Regions from separate parts of the Mus musculus genome. Here region 1 is linked to region 2. A link is a contact called in public Hi-C data. All regions are on one chromosome and are shown on one strand. Each heading gives the region's core, a stretch centred on a gene start, on an enhancer-like site or on the middle of the called end of the contact. The rest is flanking DNA. Distances are from core to core; before and after follow the strand shown. Region 1 has its middle 32 kb from the start of Gm14635. Region 2 has its middle 4.9 kb from the start of Gm34301.

The links. Hi-C and Micro-C count contacts between places; a contact is called where the count stands out from the background.
Region 1: a contact with region 2 is called in a Hi-C map of liver, with 4 times the contacts expected there. The contact joins two enhancer-like sites. A contact is called at or near these places in 1 of 484 Hi-C or Micro-C datasets (liver) and 4 of 115 datasets of contacts at active chromatin or transcription factors (acute myeloid leukemia, embryonic stem cells, large pre-B cells and 1 more).

Annotation. Positions count from the first base shown.
Region 1 is chrX:12,320,428-12,325,050 of GRCm38.p6, reverse strand. No RefSeq gene overlaps it. Among named protein-coding and RNA genes, the nearest start is that of Gm14635, 32 kb to the left of the region's middle. Within about 2 kb of position 1,515, at least 18 of the 459 cell types and tissues checked have an H3K27ac peak or open chromatin away from gene starts, as enhancers often do. A contact at or near this core is called in liver and pancreatic cancer cells, where this site is marked.
Region 2 is chrX:12,004,746-12,009,365 of GRCm38.p6, reverse strand. No RefSeq gene overlaps it. Among named protein-coding and RNA genes, the nearest start is that of Gm34301, 4.9 kb to the right of the region's middle. Within about 2 kb of position 2,580, at least 320 of the 459 cell types and tissues checked have an H3K27ac peak or open chromatin away from gene starts, as enhancers often do. A contact at or near this core is called in liver and pancreatic cancer cells, where this site is marked.

The DNA.
Region 1 (4,623 bases), core at 266-2,765, 320 kb before region 2:
CTACAGAGTGAGTTCCAGGACAGCTAGGGTTGTTACACAGAGAAACCCTGTCTCAAAAAACAAAACAAAACAAAAAATAAAAATAAAAATAAATAAATACAGAACAAACCAATCAAACAAGCAAAAGGAATCTATTCCTAGGTCCTGGTAAGTTCAGCAGCACTTATATTAAGTTCAATGGCCTGAGTTTAATATCTGAGGGCCCACATACTAGAAAGACAGAACCATCCAAAAGTCTGACCTCCACACATGGGCCATGGCATGCCCCCCTCAACCTAAATAAATATGATTTAAAAGAATAATAATAAAAGTCTATTTTTATGGTCCTGTGAACTTGTCCCAGATATATGTACGATAGCCAAGGTAACAGGTTGGTAAGTTGACTGACTATATTGGCTACTGGTCGCCAACTATTGGTCACTGACACTGGAGCTGACCCTCAGCTTGCATGCTCAGCTGGCATTTGGATGAGAGAGCCATCTTTTGGCTGGGCCCTGGCAGAATAGCATGAAATGAAGAAGCAACAAAAACCTGTAGGAATTATTCCCAGACCCATGGCAAGGCTAACCAAGAATAAGAGAGAGCTGAATAAAATACAGAAAGAGAAAGACATAACTACAAACAAAAATCATTAAATGAAATAAAATCATTAAATGGGGAAAAGACCGTTTAAATTGGAAGGCAAAATTACAATCAAGTCCTTGTAATCTATAACGTTAATGTTTGATCAAGATGATCCTTTCAAAGGCAGCAAATACAAAGAGATTAAAGACATCCCCTCTCCAGGAGCTTCAGGTGAGGTCTATTTTGGTCCATTTGAACACATTAATAATAAAGTCTGAGTCAACAGTAATGCATCGGTGTCACATTAAAGAAAGAAATCAAAACACTTCCCCTTGGTGTCATTTAACCAGGAGCAAGTCCACATTTGAATTCTCTACTTTTACCTCCCTGTGTCTGCCATCCTTTTGCTTCCTACTGTATGAGTCAGAGTTCGTGCCTGCCCGAAGAATGTCCTGTGACTCTGTCCCAGTGTCTGCATGTCCGGGTGTGTCCCTAATGAAAGGCTCTGCTCTGTCTCTTATAGAACAGCGCAGAAACCATCATATGGGGGCAGAGTGAGGGACACTTTACAGAAATCTTTAACAGTTTCACAAGGGATTAAGTCACTGGCTCCAACTGACCCCAGTTGACTCATAACAAACATCATTGTTTATCAAGCAATATCCGTATGTTGAGTTCAACAGTTATGGTGGATATTAATTTTATAAGATTGCTTTCAACCTCTGTGTTTGCCGCTTTCGCAAATGATACAAATGCATAATTTTGTGTCAGGGGCATGAAAGAGTGCATAATTTAAGAGTACAGTTAAGCATAAGCTAGGTTGTAAAAGCTAATGGGAAATTCAAGGCAAATAAGGTTGGCTGTTACATTGTTCTCTTAAAAGTAGGTTAAACAAACAGGCTGAGTCCACAGTAGGATATCAGTCTTGAGTTTTAAATGACCTCAAGGTATATTATTAACTCTGGCTGTAAGGTCCAGAAAAAAGTTCCAGTCTCTTAGAATGTTAGGGACATTTTCATTACAATATTGCATCACCGCAGTCTGTGAAACTTTTTCTAAATTTTATCACATTTCCTTATTTATTTAGGTGGGGGAGGTATGCTTGTGCCACAGCTCACATGTACTGGGTTCTCTCTTTCTAATGTACGGGTTCCCGGAATCAAACTCAGGTTGTCAGGCTTGACAGCAAAAGCCTTTACCCTCTGTACCATCTCCCTAAACCAAATTCTGTGAAACTTTTAAGAACTGTTGGCCAGGTGATGGTGGTGTATGCCTTTAATCGCAGCACTCGGGAGGCAGAGGCAAGCAGATCTCTGTGAATTTGAGGCCAGCCTGGTCTACAAAGTAAAGTTCCTGGACAGCCAAGATTACACAGAGAAACTCTGTCTTGAAAAAACAAAAAGAAAAAAAGAACTGTTCAATTCTGGGTTGATATTATCCCCTATCCAGAGAATGGTCTTAGCCACTTTAATTAATGTAATCAAGATAACTCCCTACAGGAATATCCGGAAGTACATCTCCCTCGTGATTCTAGGGTCTGGGAAGTTGACAATTAACAGTGACCACTACAAATAGACTAGCAGATGATAGATTGAGTAGGGTCATCTGTGTTATCCACATAGTACAGTCTCCCAAGTGGGCTTCTCTAAGGGTTCAGGAGGCCCAGATATGCTATAAGAGCCAGTGTCAGTATGACCCTGGGAGTGTGGTAAGTGAATTGCTTTGGATGAGATTCTGTTGGAGAAATTGTCACTTCTGTCACTGTTTGATTGGTTAGCAGGGCAGCAGAGTGCTGTTCCAACTGGCTCCAATCCCAAACCACTCTGGCTGGCAACCTGGTGAGCAAAACAAAGCTAAGAGCTAAGGGGTGAATAACCTCAGCCTTTGCTCTCTCCAAGAGGCACCTAGCCAAAGACATAGAAAGCCAAGCTAATTGGCGTAGGTGGTGATTATACATGCTTACCTGCATGGTGAACCATCTCAGCAGAGACTATTCTTTCAGGTTTTGATTAAAACACTTTGGGGGGGGGGTGGTAGAGAGATGGCTCAGCGGGAAATAGCACTTACAATACAAATAAGAGGACCTAGGTTCACATTCCCAGAATCCATGCGAAAATCCAGGTTTAGTCAGACATACTTTGAAACCCATAACTGTGCACAAGAGTTAGAGATGAAAAGATGGCTGGGGCTTACTGACCATCAGCCTAGATCCAGGTTCAATGAGAGACCTTGTCTCAAGAGAATACGGCAGAAAGTGATGGAGCAGTATGCCTGACTCCCCCCACCACACACACGTATATACTACACATATACATTACACACAACAATAACAATGTAGACAGTAAGATGACATATGATTGACTAGACAGATGGCTCAGCAGTTAAGAGTACTGGCTGCTCTTCTAGGGCAGCTGGGTTCAATTCCCAGCACCCACATGACAGCTCACAATGATCTGCAACCCCAGTTCTAGGAGCTCTGGCATCCTCACACAGACACACATGCAGGCAAAACACCGATGGGCTTGCTAAACAAACAAACAAACAAACAAACAAATCTCAAAAGAAAATGTTACATTTGCCACAAAAGTATTTGATGCCTGGAATCCACACAAAGATGAAAAGAGAACTGACTAAACAAAATTAGTCTTAGATTTCCACATATACACACACACTAGATAGGTAGGCAGGTAGATAGTTATGGAGAGAGAGACAGAGAGAGAGAGAGAGAGAGAGAGAGAGAGAGAGAGAGGGAGAGAGAGGGAGAGAGAGAGAGAGAGAGAGAGAGAGAGAGAGAGAGAGAGAGAGAGAGAGAGAATTTTTTAAAAAGAGTGGGTGAGCTGGGTATGTTGGTACTCACCGTTAATCCCTGTACTTGGGAGGCTGAGGCAGGGGGATATCAAGTTCTCCTGAACTAAATAAGACCTTTCCCCCCAAAAGAGTGCTGGGGTCCAAGTGATGCTCTATTTCAGGACTGTTTTAACTTGGCAGACATGAAGAAATTCACTCATAACGTGGGCACTGTCATGTAGGAGAGCTGAACTGTAATGAAAAGTTTAAGGAAATTCTAATGAGCTTTTAAATATTTTTATTTCATGTGTATGGGTGTTTTGCCTGCACATATGCCACACTCCGCATGTGTATCAAGTGCTGTGGAGGTCAGAAGAGAGCATCAGGTCTGCTTGAACTGGAGTTTCAGGTGGTTGTGAGTCACCACGTTGGTGCTATAAAAATGAACCAGTGTTCTCTGGTGCTAGTGTTCTTTTTTTTTTTTTTTAAGATTTATTTATTTATTATATGTAAGCACACTGTAGCTGTCTTCAGACACACCAGAAGAGGGCGTCAGATCTTATTACAGATGGTTGTGAGCCACCATGTGGTTGCTGGGATTTGAACTCCAGACCTTTGGAAGAGCAGTCGGGTACTCTTACCCACTGAGCCATCTCACCAGCCCGGTGCTAGTGTTCTTAACGTCTGAGCCATCTCTCCAGCCCTTCCAATAAGGTGTTTTTGTTTTGTTTTGTTTTGATGATTCATTTTAGAACCAATGTTTGGCTTCCATGGGGTTTGAGGGAAAACTGGCACACAGAGTGGGCAAATTGGAATTAGACTCCAATCAGATGAGATGACTACATGGGCTGGTAGTTAATCTTCATTATCAGTTTGACCAGATTCAGAATCATCTAGGGGCATATGACTGTGAGGATCTTCCCAAAGATTGTTTTATTAATTTTTACTCTCATATATTACATTCTAACTGCATTCCCCCTACCACAACTTTTTAGAATGTTTACCTAGGGAGGAGACGTCCAACGCTTAGTGCTTGGCACCATTCCACCAACAGTGGTTCTGAGTACAAAAAGGGAAAAGGAGGAAGCAAGCCCATATATCATCAGCATCCATCTCTCTCTGCTTCCTGCCTGGGAGAGCAGTGTGACCAGCTCCCATGCCTTCTCTGTCATGATGGACTGGTTCCCTTCAAACCAGGAGCCAGAGCACACCCTTGGCTCCTTATGTTGTTTCTGCCAGGTGTCTTGCCACAGTGACAAGTAGCTGATTTCC
Region 2 (4,620 bases), core at 1,331-3,830:
GGGAATCTTTAAGCTGGGAAAACTCTTCTGAATCTGCTTCTAGGCTTAGGCTTTAAGTAACTGGCAACTTCCATTTCCTCTCTCTTGGGATGCTCAGCTCTTGGCCCAGAGCCACCATGCTGTAAGGAATCCCAAGCCACCCTGTGGTGCGGCCCACATGGAGGAGAAGCACAGGCCTGCCAGCTCTGAGCGTGCACCATCCTGAGAGTGGAGCTCAGTGCAGCTCCCCTGACCCACATGACACCACAGCATGCTCTGGGCCCCACACTAGATTCTGAGCCAAATAAATGAGTCTTGTTTTAGACCACCAACCCCGGGGTACCTTAGTAATAAGTAACAAAGTAACTTAGACATAGCAGAGTGCACAGATCTTAAAGGTTCTTTTCATATGTTTATAAAACCATGTAATTGTTAACTAGGCTGCATAGAGAAGGTCCGCATCTTTCTAAGACAGTTCTCTTGACAAATAGTACCTGGACTCTGATTCTACTGATTACTACTACTACTACTACTACTACTACTACCACTACCACTACTACTTTTTTGCAAAGATGTTTCTAAACTTAAGTGAATGCAAAACACTCTCTTCAGCATACTGATGAAGTCAGTAACTGTCTCTGATGTGGAGGCCAGGAGAGTGGAAGGTCGGTGGAAGACAGGCAGACTTCAGTCTGTAGCCACTGGATAGTAGGTTGGCAGGAAGAAGCTGATCTGCTCTTAAATCTGTCAGCAAAGCCGCCTTGTAAAAAACCAAGCCCAAGAGGCAAGCGCAAGAGCATGGGCTGCTCTCTCAGTACCTGTGATCCACCTGGGATCGGAGCACCCCAGGCCCAATTTGTCCCTATCCCAAACAACAGAGGCCAATAAAGGCTTCGGGGAATCTTGAAACTGGGTGGAGAGAGGACCCCTCCCTCACTTCCCAATCTGCTTCACCAATTGCTTTACTCCAAACTGTGGGCTGATTTCCATTAATCACACTTGGCCCTAATTACCCTGGAGCAACCATTCTTCCCCTGGCCTGGAGCTGGAATTTTAAGGGGCTATTGACAAAGCAGGTCCGTGGGTCTAAACAATAGTGGTAGCTTCAGGAAAAGGCTGGGTGAGGTGTCCATCCCCGGTCCTTTCCATCTACACTATGGAAGTTCCAGGCCTGCTGGTGATCTCCCCAGGTAGGAACCTGAGTTCCTCCACTAAATAGATTTTCCTTTTGTTGTCACATTAATTTGCAACTCATTAATAGTGACAGAAGTGAGGTACTGCAACGATGTCATTTGCATATTCATGAGTGACTTATTATTAAACAAATAAGATTTTCCTATCTTCGCAGCACCCAAAGTAAGGCTGAACAGCACATTACACCGGCCCCGTGCTTTATTCTCTCTTTAATATGTTAATAGATGCAGTTGATTTCTTTAAGTAAATACGCATCTATAAAACAACACGTACTTTATAAAAAAGAAATTTAAATAATAATCCATTAGCAAAGTTGGCAACAATTTAAGAGGAACAACCCATTAATACTAACGCGTGGGAATCAATTTGCGAATTTTTAACTCGGGTGGTGGGTTGCGGACGATTGAGGGGGAGGACTGCAAGTGTTGTGTGAGCTTAAAAAAAAAAAAACATTTTAGTGAGTTTCAGGAGACAAGGACTGAGATCCTTTCCATGTTTCGGGTGCCGGCTCCCCGGAGGTGGAAAACTGTCCGAGTCTTCACCTCCACACCTGCCTTTTCCCTGCGTCCTCTGGAGATCCGAGCCGTGGGCTGACATCTAGCACGTGGCTTTCCACCGGGCCCCTAGGCTGCCCAGCAGCACAGAGTTAGGCGGGGTGGGGGTGGGGCAAGGCCTGGCGTCTAAGCGCCTCTCCTCCCGGGGCTGAGGCTGGGGCTCTCCCCTCCTGCCCTCCATCCCTCGACACCGGCTTCATCACAGCCGGTTCTTTCCAGCTAGGGTCAGGGTGGCCTCCCCCCGCGGTGTCGCGGAGCTCAGGGCCAACCGCGCACCCTTATCTCGGCCGAGTCAGACACTCGCCGCGCGGAATCTGTTGACATTTACTATTGTTCGCAGGAGTCCGGAGCGCCGGGCGGGAGCGAGCGGGCGGGCGGGCGGGGCGAGCCGAGGGAGGGCCGCAAGTGGGAGGCCTGCGCTCCACGTGTGTGCGCGCGCGCGCGTGCTCGCCGGGGGGGTGGGGAGGGCCGTCTGCCTGGAAAATAAAAGTGGCCGGCGGGCCCGGAAGCTTCCAAAGCCGGCTGAGCGGCCCACGCCGGGAATTGAAGTGGTGGCGCGCGGGGGTGGGGTGGGGGGAGGTGGGTGCAGGAAGGAAGACTGGGCAAGCGGGCCGTGGGCTCGGCGGGGGAGGGGTGGGGACAGCTCCAGCCGCACGGCCCCCGGTGACCCACAGGACACAAGTGCATTTGTGCCTAGCCGTGGTAGGGATTAAAGTGCCATACGGCCCGAGCGAGGGGGGCGAGGCGGGTAGAAAACAACCAGCGCGCACAAAGCGCGCATTGTTCCAGCCACCTCCATTATGCCGCGCTGCAGCCAAGAGCCTGTTTCGCAACTGCCGTCCCGGCGATTGGGCGCGCGCGCGTACACACACACACACACACACACACACACACACACCTCCCTGACCAAGGCAGGGTGCACTCCATCGGGACTGGGAAGGGCTGCCCGGGTGGGTTGTGAGTAATGGGGACTCGCGGGTATCTTGAAGAGCTCGGCTGAGCTCTTTATCGGTTTTCGTCCTCGTCTTCTCGGCACTTTTCGTTTTTTTCTGGCTCCTGCCCCGAGCGCACCCCGGAGCGAGGAGCTTCCCCTGGGGAGGAGGCGACGGCGGGGGTGTGAAGTGGAGAGGGCGCGCTCTCAACCGCTGTCACCCGCGGATCGCAGCCCCAGGCGCACAGCGCTCGCCTGCTCTGCTGAAGACACGTGCGCAGCAGGAACGGGGACAGCATCCTTGCTTTCCAAGGAGAGGCTCCGGGAGCACCCACTCCAAGGCTTCCTGGCACTCTGGGACTTCCCCCTGTCGGGAGCGGAAGCTGTGGAATCCCGCACAGCGCTGCCTGGCCTGCCCGGGCGTGCGTGCCAAGTGGGCCAGCTCAGTCTCCTTTACACTAACCACACAGGGCCCAGGCCCTGGCCTCCTCTCTCTGTGGCATCAAGCGCCCTGCTTAAGCACGCTGAGAGGGAATTTAAGCCTGGGCAGCAACAGAAGAAGGTTCCCTTCTCCTTTGGGTGCAGAGTAGGGGGAGGACTAGAAGCCACCCCACTTTCCAGACCCCCTGCTGAGCCCTCTTGGTGGGCAGGTGGGGATCGAAGGCGCCCAGGCTCCGCAAGCTAGCGAAGTCTGGTTTCCTTTACGTTTTACAAGCTATAAATAAACTTCCCCTTGGGCGGATGAGCGCTGCGTCCAAGGGCGGCTTCCCGCCGAATCCGGCGGGCGGTTTACGATCTGGGCCAGGAGCTGGTCTTACGGCGGCCTGAGCCTAGGGTGGGGCGATGGCTCAGGGAAAGCTCAGAGGTCGTCCAGGAGTGGTCGAGTGACCCTCCTCTTCCCTGCGGGGCTGAGGCGCCTCAGCTCTGAGGGCTGGGGGTGGAGCCAGTTGATTTATGAGCCGTCACCCCACCCCGCCCCTCCCGTTTCACTTGTTTTCCTCATCTTCTCTAGCTCAAGCCCTGTTCCCAAAGCCTCACCCCGCAACCCTGCCCAGTGAGGGTTTGGCAACACCGGGCGGCTAGAGCACTGGCCGAGGGGCCCCGGGCGAGGAAGGGGGTGCAAGGGTGTGGGTGAAGCCTTTGGTGTTTTTTCATCCCTCCCACCCCACTCCCGTACCTCCTCCCAGAGCAGGCTAGCCAGCCTAGCCGGACAAAGCTGGGTGGCCAAAAAGCCTGAGAGGCTGAGATAAAGGGCTGGCCTCTAGGGGTGGGAAAATCCCAAGCGTTTGGGGTAGATCCCTGACTTTCTCAAGGTCACCGGGCGGGGGACTGGAACCATTGGCTCATACCAGAGCAGAAGCCATTGCATCAATCAGTTAACACCTTGCAAAGGTCTCCATCTCGCCGCCTCTTTAAGGGTGTTCAGTTTCCCAAGGAAGTACATAAAAGACAGGGCAAGGAAGGCACCGTGGGTCCCAAGACTGCTTTTCGTCATCGAGGGTTTGCTCTGCTTTGATGCTCACACTCACACTGTCTAGGTGGGAGGCCTGGCCTCCAACACACACGTGAGGACGATGTCTGTATGTGGGCCTAGATAGGAAGTGAAGAGTTGGAGGTGACTCAGGTAGTTGGCTACCTTCTTTCCATCTGAGATTTAGGAGAGGTGAGTTGGGAAAGCTCAAGAGAAGGCCCTCCTTAGCCTGGAACAACATCGTCCCTTTGCCCTCTGTTTGTTTAGCGCTTCCACTTAGCCTCCGCAGCTGGTGGCAGAGGGATTCCTGGCAGCATTAATCTCAGGACAGGATCCTAACCTTGATCCCTGGGGACACCCTCTCCCTCTCCATTCTCTGAGCCAAAAGTCACAGCGTACTAGTGCCCTACCACCATCACCTAACCGGACCAGGGGGAAGTTGGGGGGGTCTATAAAAGGGGACCTTTGGCAAGGTCTCCATTGTTCCTCGG